Regions from separate parts of the Zea mays genome. Here region 2 is linked to region 1. The links are chromatin contacts, called in public Hi-C maps. All regions are on one chromosome and are shown on one strand. The core of a region is the stretch at or near the end of the contact, and the rest is flanking DNA. Distances in the headings are between cores, read along the strand shown. Region 1 holds the start of LOC111365147. Region 2 holds the start of LOC100282143 (dopamine beta-monooxygenase).

What was found. A called contact is a pair of places that touch in the nucleus more often than the background predicts.
Region 2: a Hi-C map of endosperm shows a contact between it and region 1, with 2.9 times the contacts expected there. The contact joins the promoter of LOC100282143 here to the promoter of LOC111365147 in region 1. A contact is called at or near these places in 4 of 25 Hi-C or Micro-C datasets (bundle sheath, ear, endosperm and 1 more).

The regions. Positions count from the first base shown.
Region 1 is chr2:34,047,389-34,054,434 of Zm-B73-REFERENCE-NAM-5.0, forward strand. It overlaps LOC111365147, which reads left to right and starts at 2,816. Exons shown (of 3, transcript NM_001357858.1): 1 at 2,816-2,959; 2 at 3,051-3,116; 3 at 4,472-4,714. The coding sequence starts at 2,912. The coding sequence ends at 4,513.
Region 2 is chr2:34,906,983-34,914,028 of Zm-B73-REFERENCE-NAM-5.0, forward strand. It overlaps LOC100282143 (dopamine beta-monooxygenase), which reads right to left and starts at 3,984. Exons shown (of 4, transcript NM_001155055.2): 1 at 3,535-3,984; 2 at 2,970-3,369; 3 at 2,563-2,858; 4 at 1,241-1,866. The coding sequence starts at 3,738. The coding sequence ends at 1,630.

The sequences.
Region 1 (7,046 bases), core at 1,566-4,065:
ATTTTTTCTCTCATATTCTTCCTTTTTTTCTCTTCACCTTCTTATTCCTTCATCTCTCTTTCCCCTCTTCTTCCTTCCTCTCCCTTCTTTCTCCATTCCTCTCTCTTTCTCATTTTCTTTCTTCCTCTCTCCCTCCTGCTTGCTGGAGCCCACCCAACCCCTCCTCTGGATCCGCCACTGGTTGTTGGCTCTAAAATTACATTTACACCCGTCTAGCCAACTATAAATATATGTATTTTTTTCTAAAACTATAAAAACATACATATGGACACTTTACTACACATCTTCTCACCTTCACAGACGATGTCGGCCCAACCCACCCAAAGGTAGAATTGGATTGGATTGGTTTATTGAGTGGCAATGTGGATTATTGAGTTTAGAATTTTCGTGAAGATTAGTGCTGCAAAAGGGATTTGCTGGATGTAGAATATCCGTCATTTTTGCTTTTAGCGCATGGTTCTTGATGTATTTATCATTCCTTGCAAAAAATGATATATTTATCTTTAAGTAGTACCATACACTTTATCAGTGAGAAATGTCTGCTTAAGTGCTTATATGTTTGTTCTCACTCCCAGAAATTTGTCAGAACCACGTTCAGAACTGGAGTTGGGGTCAGGGAAGCAGCAAATTGGATAGGTCTAGACGAATGTTTCTCACAGGTAGTTTATTACATCGTTCTTTCGTACCGCTTTAGGCTTAGTTTGGATACTTTAGTATTAATCTCAATCCACATGTGGATTAAAGTTAATACTAGAATACCTAAAGAAACCCTTAGAGCTATTTGGTAACAAGTGAGTTGGAGAAAGTTCATGGAGATATCCTTGCTATTTAATTTTGAATAATAAAAGATTTCCTCTTCTATGAATCTCATCTAAATTCATTGTCACCAAACTAGCCTTATCAAGGAGACTACAAGTATATCTGTACAGATTGATATGTGAGTTAGTTCGATTTACCGGTTTCTCGGTACTCTTACCACTGTTGTGCGAGATGCCTTTCTCGCTACGATTTCTAGTATATTCCGGTCCCAAAACAAAAACAGTATCACAACCAATTGTTTTGGTCAAAACGAGATTTCGCTATGGTAAAAATGAAAAGGTAACCTCTAACATAGTAGGATGCAAACCCACGATACCGTTGCTTCAGTGTCGCTTCCTACACTTGTGACTCCATTTAGGCCCAAAGATGTGCGGGTTCTGCGATGGGCTGACCTGCTCGTTTATTCGGAGGCCTAGCAGCCATTGGCGTCGAAGCCGCCTCCAGTGTCGGACTAGGAGAAGTAGGAGTGAAGTAAGGAACGACGTTGACATTTCCCTCCTTTGCACACCAGGATCACCTCAGACAGGTGCACAAGGAAACTGTTGGTGCAGATACTCCAAATATCCTCTCTATTAGCAACAGAAACATGAAAGGTCTATTTATAACATGCGTGTATATATATATAATTGCTAGTGGCTAAAACTAGTTATAGAGGTTTCAAACAATCTAGCTAAAGTCTCGCCTAATTGCTAGCTAGATTTCCAACTAACAATTAGTTTACTAGTTGAATTGGTACAACTAAAACTTGTCAAAAACAATATTGTCCTTTTATCTTTTTATTACAGTTCTTGGTCACCACTCTGCACTCGACGCTCGCTCAAAATGACACTATTTAGCAAAAACATTGTTGCCTCACCGCTGCTGCGGCACGAGGTGTGAAGCTACGTAGTAAATAGAGAAATTCGCAAAACTAGTGATTTAAACCAGATTTTCACTATATATGTACCACCTACATGTTATCACCATGCATCCTTGAAACATGTGCACCATTTTCTGATTCACTCTAGCCTCGCCACGGTTCGACGCATGACTCCTGCTGGGTTGGTCAGCCGTTGCAATCCTTTTTACCGTGCCCCGATTGATCCGTCACCCACATTTCCAGCACCCTAGCTGTCGGTAGTTATGTTCATGTAGCACAACTACCGTATTTTTTTTACGGATTCATGTTAGTTGTGATGTATTTGAAGTGTGGAAATAATTTCTTTTTAAATAAAAAGGATGACAGTAAAAAAGGACTCCAAGACAATACAAAAACTAGTATGTTCAGCTAACCTATTAGCTAGGGGTTTCAAATAGCCTCAGTTAATAGTTAGCTAACCCATTTTAGCTAACAATTTATTAGCTGACTAACTATTAGATCAACTCCAAAAGACTCTATATATTTTTTTAATTGATTTGAATAAAAATTTTAGAAAAAATGTCCTTCAACGGTTTATTTAAATGGTTATTCAAATATAGACATTTTCTTTTCTGGGTTTCTGGATAGCTAAAAATAGAAAAAATGACTCTTTAGAAAAACTGTTTGCCCTAAAGGCATAGAAATTGGTTTTTATACAAATGACAGTAAATTTTGAAAGACTCTTGGTGATGTTGTCTGTCCTGGAGATTGATCGAGAGCCAAAAAGTCCTATATGACAGATGGAGTTACTATCGTGGTTATGCTGGTAAGGTTCTGTGTGGAAAGCAACTCAGTTTTTAAATAACTACTCCCTCCGTTTCTTTTTATTAGTCGCTAGATAGTACAAAATTGTACTATCCAGCGACTAATAAAAAGAAACGGAGGGAGTACTAGTTTTTATTTTTAGTCAGGAGAGACTAGCTTAGTTTGTGAATTCACTTTGTATCGTCTCATCAGTTATCCTTTCTCGATCTCCCTCAGTGACACGCGGGTCCCGCTTACCAGGATAACTCCACCAGGCCGTCCAGGAGGAGAACTCCGCCTCCGTGTTCTCGTCAATGGGCCATATAAGGCCCAGCCCACCGATCCTCCTCTTCTGTCTTCTCCCCTGCGTCAAAGACGACGCAAGCCCTTGCCTCTCCCTACTCCAAACCCTCGCCGACTCAGATCCAGCTTCCTCGCACCGCCGTCGCCATGCCGTTCACTCCAGGCCCCTACTCTGGCGTCAGCACCCTCGCCCTTGTAAGTACCTGTTCTCCCAGATGATTCTGTCCTGGTTGCTTCCGGATCGGATCTGAATCCCTCATCGCGCTTCCTCGTCTTGTCTCTGCAGGTGGCGAGGGCGTCGGCCTTTGGCGTCGGTGTCGTCTACGGGAGCATCAAGCTCTCAATCCTAAAGGTACGTCATCTTGTGAATTGACTGACTCAACCTGGTAGCGGAGGTTTTTTAGATGGTTCGAATTCCGCAACGCTTTAGCATGGTTCAGGAATCGGCTAAGGATTTTATGATGTGAGGATTCGACGGAATGCCGTGAAATTAACCTTTTCCTACGTTGATGCCCTTACTGGAACAGTTTCGAGCCTCACTCGTCTGGATAGTCATAGACTGATGGGTAATTTATGTCGGTATGAGTAGTTGAGTTTAAATTAACAACGAGCTGATGCTTGGCATCGCGGAAATAATTTGTTTAGAATAGTTCATCAACCAATTGAGGCTGTTGTATAGCTGCTTGTTAGTTTATGGCTGCGACAAACTGTTTTGCCCTGATTTGTCTCCTCTGCATGTTTGTGGGCACTACACGTCTACAATGACATTCTTCTTACTTGAAGATGAGTTTATATATTTGCTCCTGAGTTTTCACATCCTGGAAGTTCCCCAAAAACATGTTAGGTATAATACTTTTTTTGTTGGTATTGTATGAAAGCCATTCTTTTCCGATGAGTGCATATTTCCTGCTAGATATGATTTCATATTTTGCCAGCCCTTGAAACAGTAGGCACACTGAATGAATGGGCTTAAATTTATGTTATAAATTCTTTTGTTGTGATTGGTGAAAACTCTGGTAACTGTAAAAAGCAAGTCATACTTATTCTAAATGATAAATGATGATGGTCGGTTTTGTTTTGTTCGTAAGTCTTGATATATGAAACTGTCAGCGTCTTTTTTCCAGATTATTCGTGCAAAAGTAGAAGGAGAATTTTGGTGATGTTAATGGTCTTCTGATAAAAGCTTACTTTGTTTGGTCTATCACTCTTGCACCCCTCTTCTCTAATAGATGGCTGTGTTGGTTCTTCATAGTTTCCAGCATAGTGTAGATCTTTGTACTGGTCCTTTTAAACTGGTTGACATACACATTCACAATTCACTAATTTATTTGTGCTGGTTGCTCCTACCTTTAAATTTAGCACTGTGATCTATACTAGTTACTGATTTTGATTGAATTTGTTATATTCAGACTTTAGTAGATGCTGCTACCATTGACTTTTTCTATGCAAGCTTATGGAACCAGTATACTGAGCTTGTTCTGCTGTTGTTTCAACTTTGGGCCTGGTTACAGTTTAACTTGCATGCCGCTTTGTGTTTGTGAAAGATCATGTTTGCCTCATTCCCTATTTGAACCGTGGTCGTTTTTAGTAAGAAGCCTAGCTGCACTCTTGTAACAAGTGCATCTCAAGTTTATTTGTTGCTTCATTCCCTATTTGCTGCACTGAACCGTCCAATTCAATTTTCTTACGTTGCACTTTCTCTTTCAGGTAACAAAACCTAAAAAGGAGGAAGTGCATGATCATCACTAAGGATGACAGGGCTGCTACATGTTATAAAATTGGCAGTGCACCCCTTCTCCATACGTGCAATTTCGTTTATGATTTGTGGACCTGTCTGTAACATACCTGCTGTTTTTTTTGTGTTGTAATAAATTCTTATACAATGACATGAAATCAGGAAGTGGAAAAAGCAATATTAATAATTGCAAGTCGTTCGACAAATCTTGATTAGTTGGGCCGGTTGCCTGTTAAAAGAGATTTGGTGGGTGTGGTTGTCCAGACCGTCCGAACTAGTGGACAATAAGGGCGCTAGGATACTGTGGAGACCTTAACAGTTGCTGACAATTGGACCCATATGGCAGCCACTCTTAAAGGCCATGCAATATAGACCCTGTTTGTTACCGTTTATGACAATCAATTTATATAATCTCATAAGTTAGGGGTATTAATCAGGGAGTTTGGTAGTCCTGATTACTATTGCAATCCCGACTATAAGACGTATGTTGTTCCTTCAGTTACCTGTGGCTTCCGTAACACTGTCACGTAGAGGGGAGGAGGTCTGACCGTGCAATCCTTGCGCAGAAATTTGAGAAATAATCAAGTCGTTTGGGCCGGTGAGATTTTTTTTAATTAATTTGATCTAGAATCATATTTCTGCAGTGCTGTAGAGAAAGAATGCTAGTTGAGTTGTTTCAAAAAAAAAAAAACTACAAGTACAGGAATGGTGACGACTCTCCTATGTGCAAGTGCAATAGTTACGGAAAATTTAGTTGTGTTGTAGTCGAAAAAATTCAGTGGCGAGTGGGGGCAGTGATTTAGGACACTTGACTATGTGTATTTTTTAATTACTCCTAAACTTAAACAGTAATTCTATACAGCAACAACAGCCCCACATATCATGTGCATAGTTTTTTTAATAGTTTTACTTAAACCTATGCAATAACATTCTACATTAGATGCATACTTATGAACACATTGTAAATTCATGGCACGTGCCTAACCATCCCTACTATTTTTCTCTATCTTCTGTGTCTCTAACATGGATGCATCTACACCTGCACGACGTTTAAAGTTATAAAAATTCGTTTGGTATGCTTTTGATCGAGTTCCCAACATTTAGGGCTAGTTTATAAAATTAAATCTCCTTCGGAATTTTCGAGGATTGAAGGGAAAATTATGCTAATCTGGTTCCTTAAAACTTGAACGCATTTGGGCTCATCTGGTTCCTTAAAACTTAAACGCATTTGGGCTCACGCCTGCATTTCACGCGGCCTTGCATGCCTCCGGCATGACGTGTAGAGCAGCCGGTCCCACCGTCAAGGTCATTCACCGTGATCCTACCAAACAGCGGCACTAGCAGGCAGCGCGGCGGCACGCAGACGGAGACCGCTCTTAGTGCCGACTGCGCGTTCATGACACCTGCCCATGAGAGAGAGGACATTTGCCTTGCACAGTTGCACTGGAAGCATAGTATCTGCTGGTCATTGCTCCACATGTTGTAGCGTACCGTCAGTGTTGTTGGTCACAATCATCCTCCGCCTCCTCCGTCCCCCACCGTGCCTCCTCTCCCAGGTCCCCAATCACGACATTTTGACGTGTGGCACTTACTGAGCGTAGGGCATCCCTTCCAGTTTGGCCACTGCTCACCTATCGCAACAACATGTAAAGGTGGAACAGACACATGGGCAGCCGCAGGCAAGCGGGGAAGTCCATGGCTGGCTACTGTTGCCATACGCCATGGCAGGCCCTATTGTGTGCAGTTTCTCTCTCTAGGTACCATCAATGACACCTAAAACCACGACGTCCAACAGGTACAAGCGGACTGAAAATGACATGCTCTATTGCTCTCCTTTCTTCTAACAGTTAGGACTTAGGACCATCCCCTTCTTGGCTGTTGATAGTTTCACGGACTGGTTGTCCTTTTGTCTATAATGGACAGTAATTTATATTACCTTCTCTCTGAGCTAGACCTGTTAATCATCATCCATTACTGATACACCTGTCGTTTGTGTCTGTAATTGTATGAGGTCCTTCCAGAACTTGAACAGGGAGCACGGAGTCCTCAGGCAGAAGATGGAAACATCTTCTAGGTAATCACACACACACGCTCAGCTTCATCCCTGCGTTCGTCACCTTGCTAATCTCGCCTGTGTGCAACTGCTGTGACAGGTCGATCCTGCTGTGACTGCAACCAGACCTAAAGGCATGTAAGGAACGACTGATGGCGTAAAGATGGGCCACGAATAAGGAGTATCCCATTTTTCTATGGTCTATGGGGGAGTTATCTGTAGGTTTTAAGTGTAACACACTTCAGAATCTAGGCATTAAGTTGGTGCTGTCGAGTGCCGACTAGCTAGGGACACTAGCTAGGTCGACATGCAAAATGGAATGAAATGTGTCGCTCTAATTTTATTTGCTAGAAAAATGGTGATTTCTTTGTACTGAAAATAACCTGGTATTTTTCTCCATTTTTACTGTCTAAATGACTTTGATTATAGTATACTCTGCAATAATAAAATAAGTTTCTCGTAGCTTCTGCTTTGACCATGTGTTGAACCAAATT
Region 2 (7,046 bases), core at 2,734-5,233, 860 kb after region 1:
TACTATTAGTCTTCCCCGACCTATTACTTCACCTCTCTTTGGTTTGGTGTCATCTAGAGACGTCTTATGTGGTCTGTCGACCCTAAAACAACCACTGGATCTCTTCCTCCCGACGGAGTCCCTTCCGGGAGACGAGATGATTCAGGTTCTTCGCGGAGAAAAAGTCCATCTACGCGCGCGCGGACCGTCCGCCCCCAGACGTGGACCGTCCGAAAGCGTGCAAGTGCGTTGAGAAATCCGCTACTACGTCGAGATTCCGAACCGTCTGATCTAAGACCACGGACCGTCAGCGCTTTCAAAGAGAGCATCGTTAGGCGGTTCACATCTAGTATTTGGTGCCAGATCGGCGTCAAGACCACGTGTCTGTTAACCGAGAATCCAAGCTCGAGATGAACCTTAGCGCAAGGTCTATAAGCCCCCAGCTTCAGCAAAAAAAAATGGCATGGACGAAAACGTTGCTGTCCGCTTGACCCGTAAACAGCTAAACATGATGGTCTGGACCACCTTAGCCTGTTGCTGGTGCTAGCTGTCTGGTTCAAATTGTGGCCTAAGCTGCGCACTCCGTTGGGGTTACTTGGGGTCAGAATTGTGGTGATGGCGACAACGTCTGCGAGTCGTGGTGACTGGTGAGGTGTCGCCGGATCCTAGTCACCACCATCCGAAGACGATGATCCTCGATAAGCATTACTAGCTGATTCGATGCGACTCTGAAGGCGATGAGCCTCGACAAGCACGGGCTGATTCGATGTGACTCGTCGGCAACTTTTGCACCCGGCGTCGGCGTGCGCTCAACCGCTGAGCACGGCCATTCAGCCGCGCGTCCTCGCCGTGCGTGCGGACGTGCCGGCCGGCCATGGACTCAGCCCGCGGGCCGCGGCTGTCGGCTGGGGCCTGGCTGCTGCTGGGGTTCCGGACGTGCGCGCCGCGTGGCGCTTCGGCCGCGGCTGTCCAGATGCCCCCGCGGAGTCCCGGACGACAGCGAAATTCCGCGGACCGCACTGGTTCCCTTCCCCGCATCCAACTTCGCCTGCCTTCGTTGAGACACAACACAACACTTGGGCGTGCGTCCGACCGCCGCATCACGGTATGGAATGTCGCCGCGCCGGGCGCCCCCAGCGGCGAATCCGGGTTTGATACTTCCATCTGTGGTCGGTGCTGGTACGCACCACACCACAGCATCCTGGTTGGTGCTGTTCTGAAACGACGCATAAAGATCATTGATCAATGCACGGTGGAGACAAAAGAAGAAGAAAAGGGCGAAGAACATGCTATCGTCCAAAAAGGGTACAACACAACACGACCACGTACCAATCAATGTACAAATTTATGAATCAGAGCGTCCAGCTAGCCTAGAAACAGCAGACCGTCCCCTTCCTCACATCCTATACCTAAAAAAAAAAACATTTTTTTTTTAATTAGCCAACCAAAGCACGCCCTCCTCGAACCAATAATGCACTGTCCAGCTGCGAGCTACGGAACAACAAGAATGGTGTGTGTGTGCGCGCGCGCGCGCTCGGCGCTCGTGTGTCTGTCACGTCCCAGCTGGCCGTGGAACGCTCAGTTTAACGACACCAAACTTCGCCGTCAGCTGTTGGGACCGAACTGTGACTCTTACGTGTCGCTAGCTCATCAGTCGTCGTCGGCGTAGCAGCGCTTCATCTCGAAGGCGGCGACGGCGAGCACCCAGACGGCGACGAACACGCCGTAGGAGACGATGTAGGCGCTGGTCTCCTGCGCGATGGAGAGGCCCAGGAAGATGTTGCCGATGGCCAGCAGGATCGCCGCGCGCCCGATGTTGTGGTGGTACCAGTTCCAGAACCGCCGCACCTTGGACGTCTTGTCCGGCCGCGCCAGGATCGCCATCACCTGGCGGAAGACCAAAGCACGCATCAGCATCAGCCATAAGCACGCACGGAAAGGCAACAATATAGACGCTCACTCCACTAGTTCATCTGAAAAAAATGGACTTTTTACGACGCTCGGCCCTTCGTTAGGGACTTTTTACTCCACTGGTAGTACTGCGGTTTCCCTAGGTTCAATGTTAACTTGAGTGATCGACAGCTTTCACATGCACACTTGAGTTGTCGAGTTGTTGAGCCATACTTCCGTTGGCGACCGAAGCTTCCAAGCATAAAAACTACTCCAGCCGCTTTCTCGGAACCCGTCACCTGCCAGCTCAAGAACGTGCAGAGGCTACGCCGCGCATTGTCTGTCTAGCCTCTGCTGTCAACAAAAATGGAACCCTCTATATTCTGGTTGCAGGCTTCTCGCTTTCACGGGGCATGTGAGTGACTCAAGACGTCCTCTCTTCTTCAGTGCTATAGTGTACTTAATCACGGTCAACCACTACAAACAAACACCCGTAAAACTACGCTGCTTTATCCAGCCTGGCCATCGCGGCAGATCTATATATTCCAATCTACAGCGTACGCATGTGCCGAGCAAACCGAAAGTGGATACCAATACAAATTATCAATGATCTGTATTCAATTTCCCCCGTGTTATCTACGAGTAACTCAGACAATTTTCTATATTTTTTTCTTTGCCTAAAAAAAAGCGTACCTGAAGAGACGCCATGGCCAAGATGGCGATGCCGAGCGCCTTGTGCACGTCCACGTTCCTGAGCCCGTCCTCGCTGAGGCGGAAGCCGAGGACGATGCCCGCGATGCCGACGGCGTAGCCAGCCACCTGGATGGCCATGTGGGTGTAGAACCAGCACGGGTCCAGCTGCCGGAAGTAGCGCGCGGTGATCATGCCGATGGGCATCAGCACGCCCCACCCCATCATGCCCAGCAGCCCGTGCTTCCTCTCCGGCGGGAACGCGGCGTCGCCGGACCCGGCGACGTTGTACGACAGCCCTGCGCACACGCACGCATTTGTCGATTCGACACACACACACACCGGGGGTGGAGAAAAAAAAATGTAAAAACCGCGTGGATTAATTCGGGGGCCGGGGGCCGGGGACGTACCGGAGGTGTAGTTGAAGGAGCGGGAGGCCATGTTCTGGTGCGCCGGCAGCCGCAGCGAGTCGGACTGCGGCAGGCTGCCGTCCGGCCCGACGGCGTAGATCAGGTACGGCTGCGGGTAGTCGGTGCTGAGCTGGAAGGCGAGGTAGAGGCGGCCGGAGCGCGAGGCGACGGCGGTCCTGTTCCTGACGAGCTTGAGGAGGCCCCTGTTGGGGGCGCACTCCTCGGGGCTCTTCCCGCCGAGGTAGTACTGCTTGACGGTGCCCCTGCCGTTGGCCGCCCACCCGACGACGGCGCTGCTCCCCACCATGGCGCCCTTGCCCGAGAAGCCGACCGCCACGTACGAGCCCCTGTCCGGCGCCGAGAGGATGAAGCTCCACTCGCTGGGCCCCGTGTTCTTGTACTGGCGACCGGCACGGACGATGCGTGGTTCGGGTCAGATCGGGGTTATTGATTGACTAAGTAGCCCACGGTGGGCAGTGAGTGCAATGGTAGTGGGATCTAGTCTAGAACGTATGTGAAAAAAGGAAGGAGATGGATCACAGAAATGCTCCAGCAGCAGGCATACCCTGAGGACGAAGTCCTGCTGCTTCCAGGCGGCGGTGCAGCGGAAGGACGTGGAGTCGAAGGGCACGAGGCTGGCGACCGCGACCTTGGCCCTGGCGCACGAGTCCGCCGCCGACTCCTGGTGGCTCAGCGCGACGCAGAACCCGAGAAGGCAGAGCAGCAGCACCAGCAGGCGCACGGAGCGCGTCCCGGAAGAAGCCGCCATTGCCCGTGCGCTGCTCGCTCCCTGTTCCTGCGCTGCCCTTCCTGCCTCGGGCTGTGTGGCCTTGCTGGATTTGGCAGGCGCCGGGACAAGATTGGTGCGTCGAAGCGAAGGGAAGGGATGGATGGCCACTGGCCAGGCGCGGGCGGGGCCGGGGCCTAGGGGACAGTTTGGCAGGCCACACGGTGGGTGAGTGCCGCCCGTTAATCGATTCGCGTAGGAGAGTATGCTGCTACTTGCTACTGCTACTGTCCTCGGAAGCGTCTGTGCGTGTGCGTGTGTGTATATATGTATCACAATGTGGAAGTGTGCTCTGGTTGGTGGTGATGCTCCGTGTTCTGTTCACCTGGAGAGCGCACATGGCGGCAATCAACGAATTGCCGGTTCTAATCGTGACGGCCTTCAACTTGGTATAGAAAACGAGGTCCTCTCGTGCTCTTTTTACCCAGACACAGTAAGTAATACAGGAGTATGCTCCCCAACTTGCTGCGGTTACCGGTACGGCACAGTAGCAAACCAAGCATGACACCTGCGTCCGGATCCAGCCAGGAAGAAGCCGTTGCGTGAGAGTGCACACTAGAACCAATCGGGATCCCATCCGGTCCAACACAACACCGCATAACATGTCGCTTGTCCCGTAGGGGGCGGACCGGCGGACCTGGCCGCAGGGCATCAAAGAGCAGCGGTGGTTCTCCGCCGAGGCTTGAGCTGCCGAACAGACGGAAAGGGGCGGAAAAGGCCGGCGGTGGGGCAGGTCCCCAGCGGTGAGAGAGAGAGGATTTGGATGGGAAAGGCTGGCCCCAGATGATTATTGCGCGCTGGAACAGCTCACGGTTTAGCTGCACGGATTAAAGGAAGATGCGGGCTCACATGCGCCCTGCCCCGGATCAATCCATTGGTTTTCCAGGGGTGCGCGTCCCTGTCTGGGCCAGCACCCGTCACCCGGTGTACACTACACACACAGTTTACTCGGAGTTGAAGGCTGACTTTGATCTACCACTAATAAGGGTTATTTGGTGAACATAGAATTGAAGGGGTCCATAGAGAGAAATCCACTCGCTATTTGAAATTCAATAGCAAGAGGATTTCTCCGCATGAATTCTCTCCAATTCAGGCCTTGTTCGGTTAATCCCGTTACTTATGGATTTGACTGGATTAGAAAAAATTGTGAAGAAATTTAACTTGCTTGGTATTTAAACCCACCCAATCCCACTCAATCCACATGGATTGAGAGCTAACCGAACAAGCCCTCGCTGGTCACCAAATTAGCTCTAAAAGATCGTTGTGCCATTAGGTCGGTTGGACATTTTTTTTACTTGTTTCTTTTTTAAAAGTTAAGTTCATAATAATAAAGATTAATTGGGCTTATATGCTCTTCCGTGCCCCTATTGATAAAAATCAAATGTCGGTTTTCAAACAATGAGTGAGAAGGTTAAGGATTAGTTGGTTCTAAGTTTCAACCAAATTGTTGAATACTTAGAAACTTTATTTTTTTCCTCTTTAACCTTATTATAAAAGCGACCTTCCACACCTACCCTTTCGCACATGAGGGTGGAAGTGGTGGATGGTAACAGTGGAAGGTGTTTTTTTTACAAAATATACGAAGCAATAAAGGATGTTAGATATGTGATCGATGATCGTGATGCACCATGTGCCCCAAAGATTCATGTGTACCTAATATGTTTTCAAGTCTACTAGGTGAGGGAAAAAACTGACAAAGCTGTAATAAAAAAAAGGCTTTCTGCATTTAACTTAGTACAACAAGAGCATGTCTCATGGACAATTGAAATATTCCTGTGATTCCTGCTAGCAGTTTCCAGAGTGTGTCTCAGCAACCTCAAAGCAAGAGTTCTGACATGAGATGAAACTATGTTATTCGTGCACACCTATGTGAGAACTTGTAACACCTGCAAATGAATGTTACAATAGGAATGACTAGATGCCTCTTTAACTGCCATCATTCTGTAAGTGTAAGCACTTTTGCAAGAGCATGTGCCATAGAAAATAACAACAATTCGAACAAGACTTGAAAATGCTTGTTGGTGGTAAAAGAGAATTTACCATTTTATTTCCATCTCACTTTTTTTTCTTAGTTTTGGGAGACAAAGGTTATAGAAACCTTTTGGGGGAGAATTTGGAAGTCAGATTGTAGAAACGACGATCGTGTGCATCTGTTTTCAAATTGGACCACCAAGTATTATCATATATACCATTTGTAGCCCCTTGAACTCCTCATTCATCATAAAGTGCCATGATCTTGACACGGAAGTGGAAAGATACACTATAAAAGTTGTAATGGGAGCGCTTGGGTAGCGTAGCGTAGCGTTTCAGCTTGACGTCATACCGGAGCGGAGCATCATGTCGCGAGCTGTTTCTAGTGGAAAAAACTAGGTCCTGAGCAGTTTTCACGGCCTGATGGCCATCCACTACTTGCGCGGGCTGACATTTGGGTCATTAATTAAATTAAACTATTATGGCACTTGAACCATATAGTGGGGTGGGGGATTATGAACTCTGGACTTTAGATCGATGAAATTTGCCTAGATGGCACTGGACGCCTTCAGTTTATTTTCTTCTCCTTACCTCGTGGCTGGCTGGAGTGGACGAGACTGCGTTCCCACGTCGTTGTAGAATCCATGGACATTCTTGGAGATCCTGTTGATTATACGATCGAGACCGGGCTCAGTCGTTGAACCGCAGGCAGGACGCGCATGTTACTCCGTGCTGCTGCATGCTTGCCCGTAGTAGTAGTACGTCGCAATTTGATCTACTAGTCAATCAACAACCCGATTTCCCGGATCAGTAGTAATCCGTCATCTAGAAGCTGTCGTCGTCTCAGCGTTTTTTTCCCTCTCTCTCCTTCCTGTCCTTTAATTCTGCAGGACGCAGAAAACTGTGGCTCTGATCATCTGATGCATCTCGCTAAAGCTCACCCATCATGTAACCAAAAGCATCACATGAACGCTCTGTCTAAAGTGGAGATCACATGCGTGGTAAGATAGGCGGGGGGGGGGGGGGGGGGGGGGGGGGGCGGACAACCTGTTCCGATCGTGTGAGTGCGATCTGCGGAAGCGAGGAGCTAAGCTGGCGAAAAGAAAGGGGAAAAAAAGCCTGAAAGACCGCAGGAAAACCACCATGGCGAGCACGAGCATGCAGAGAAAGGCAGATCACCGATGGAGCTGAAAGAAAGAAAGAAACGACCACAGATCACCGCTTCGGTAGCGTCCGACTGCCTTTTTCTGCCACCCTTCGCCTACCTCCGGCCTCCGGGGTCGTTGCATGCAGTGAACGACGCGGCAACGCTGAAGAGA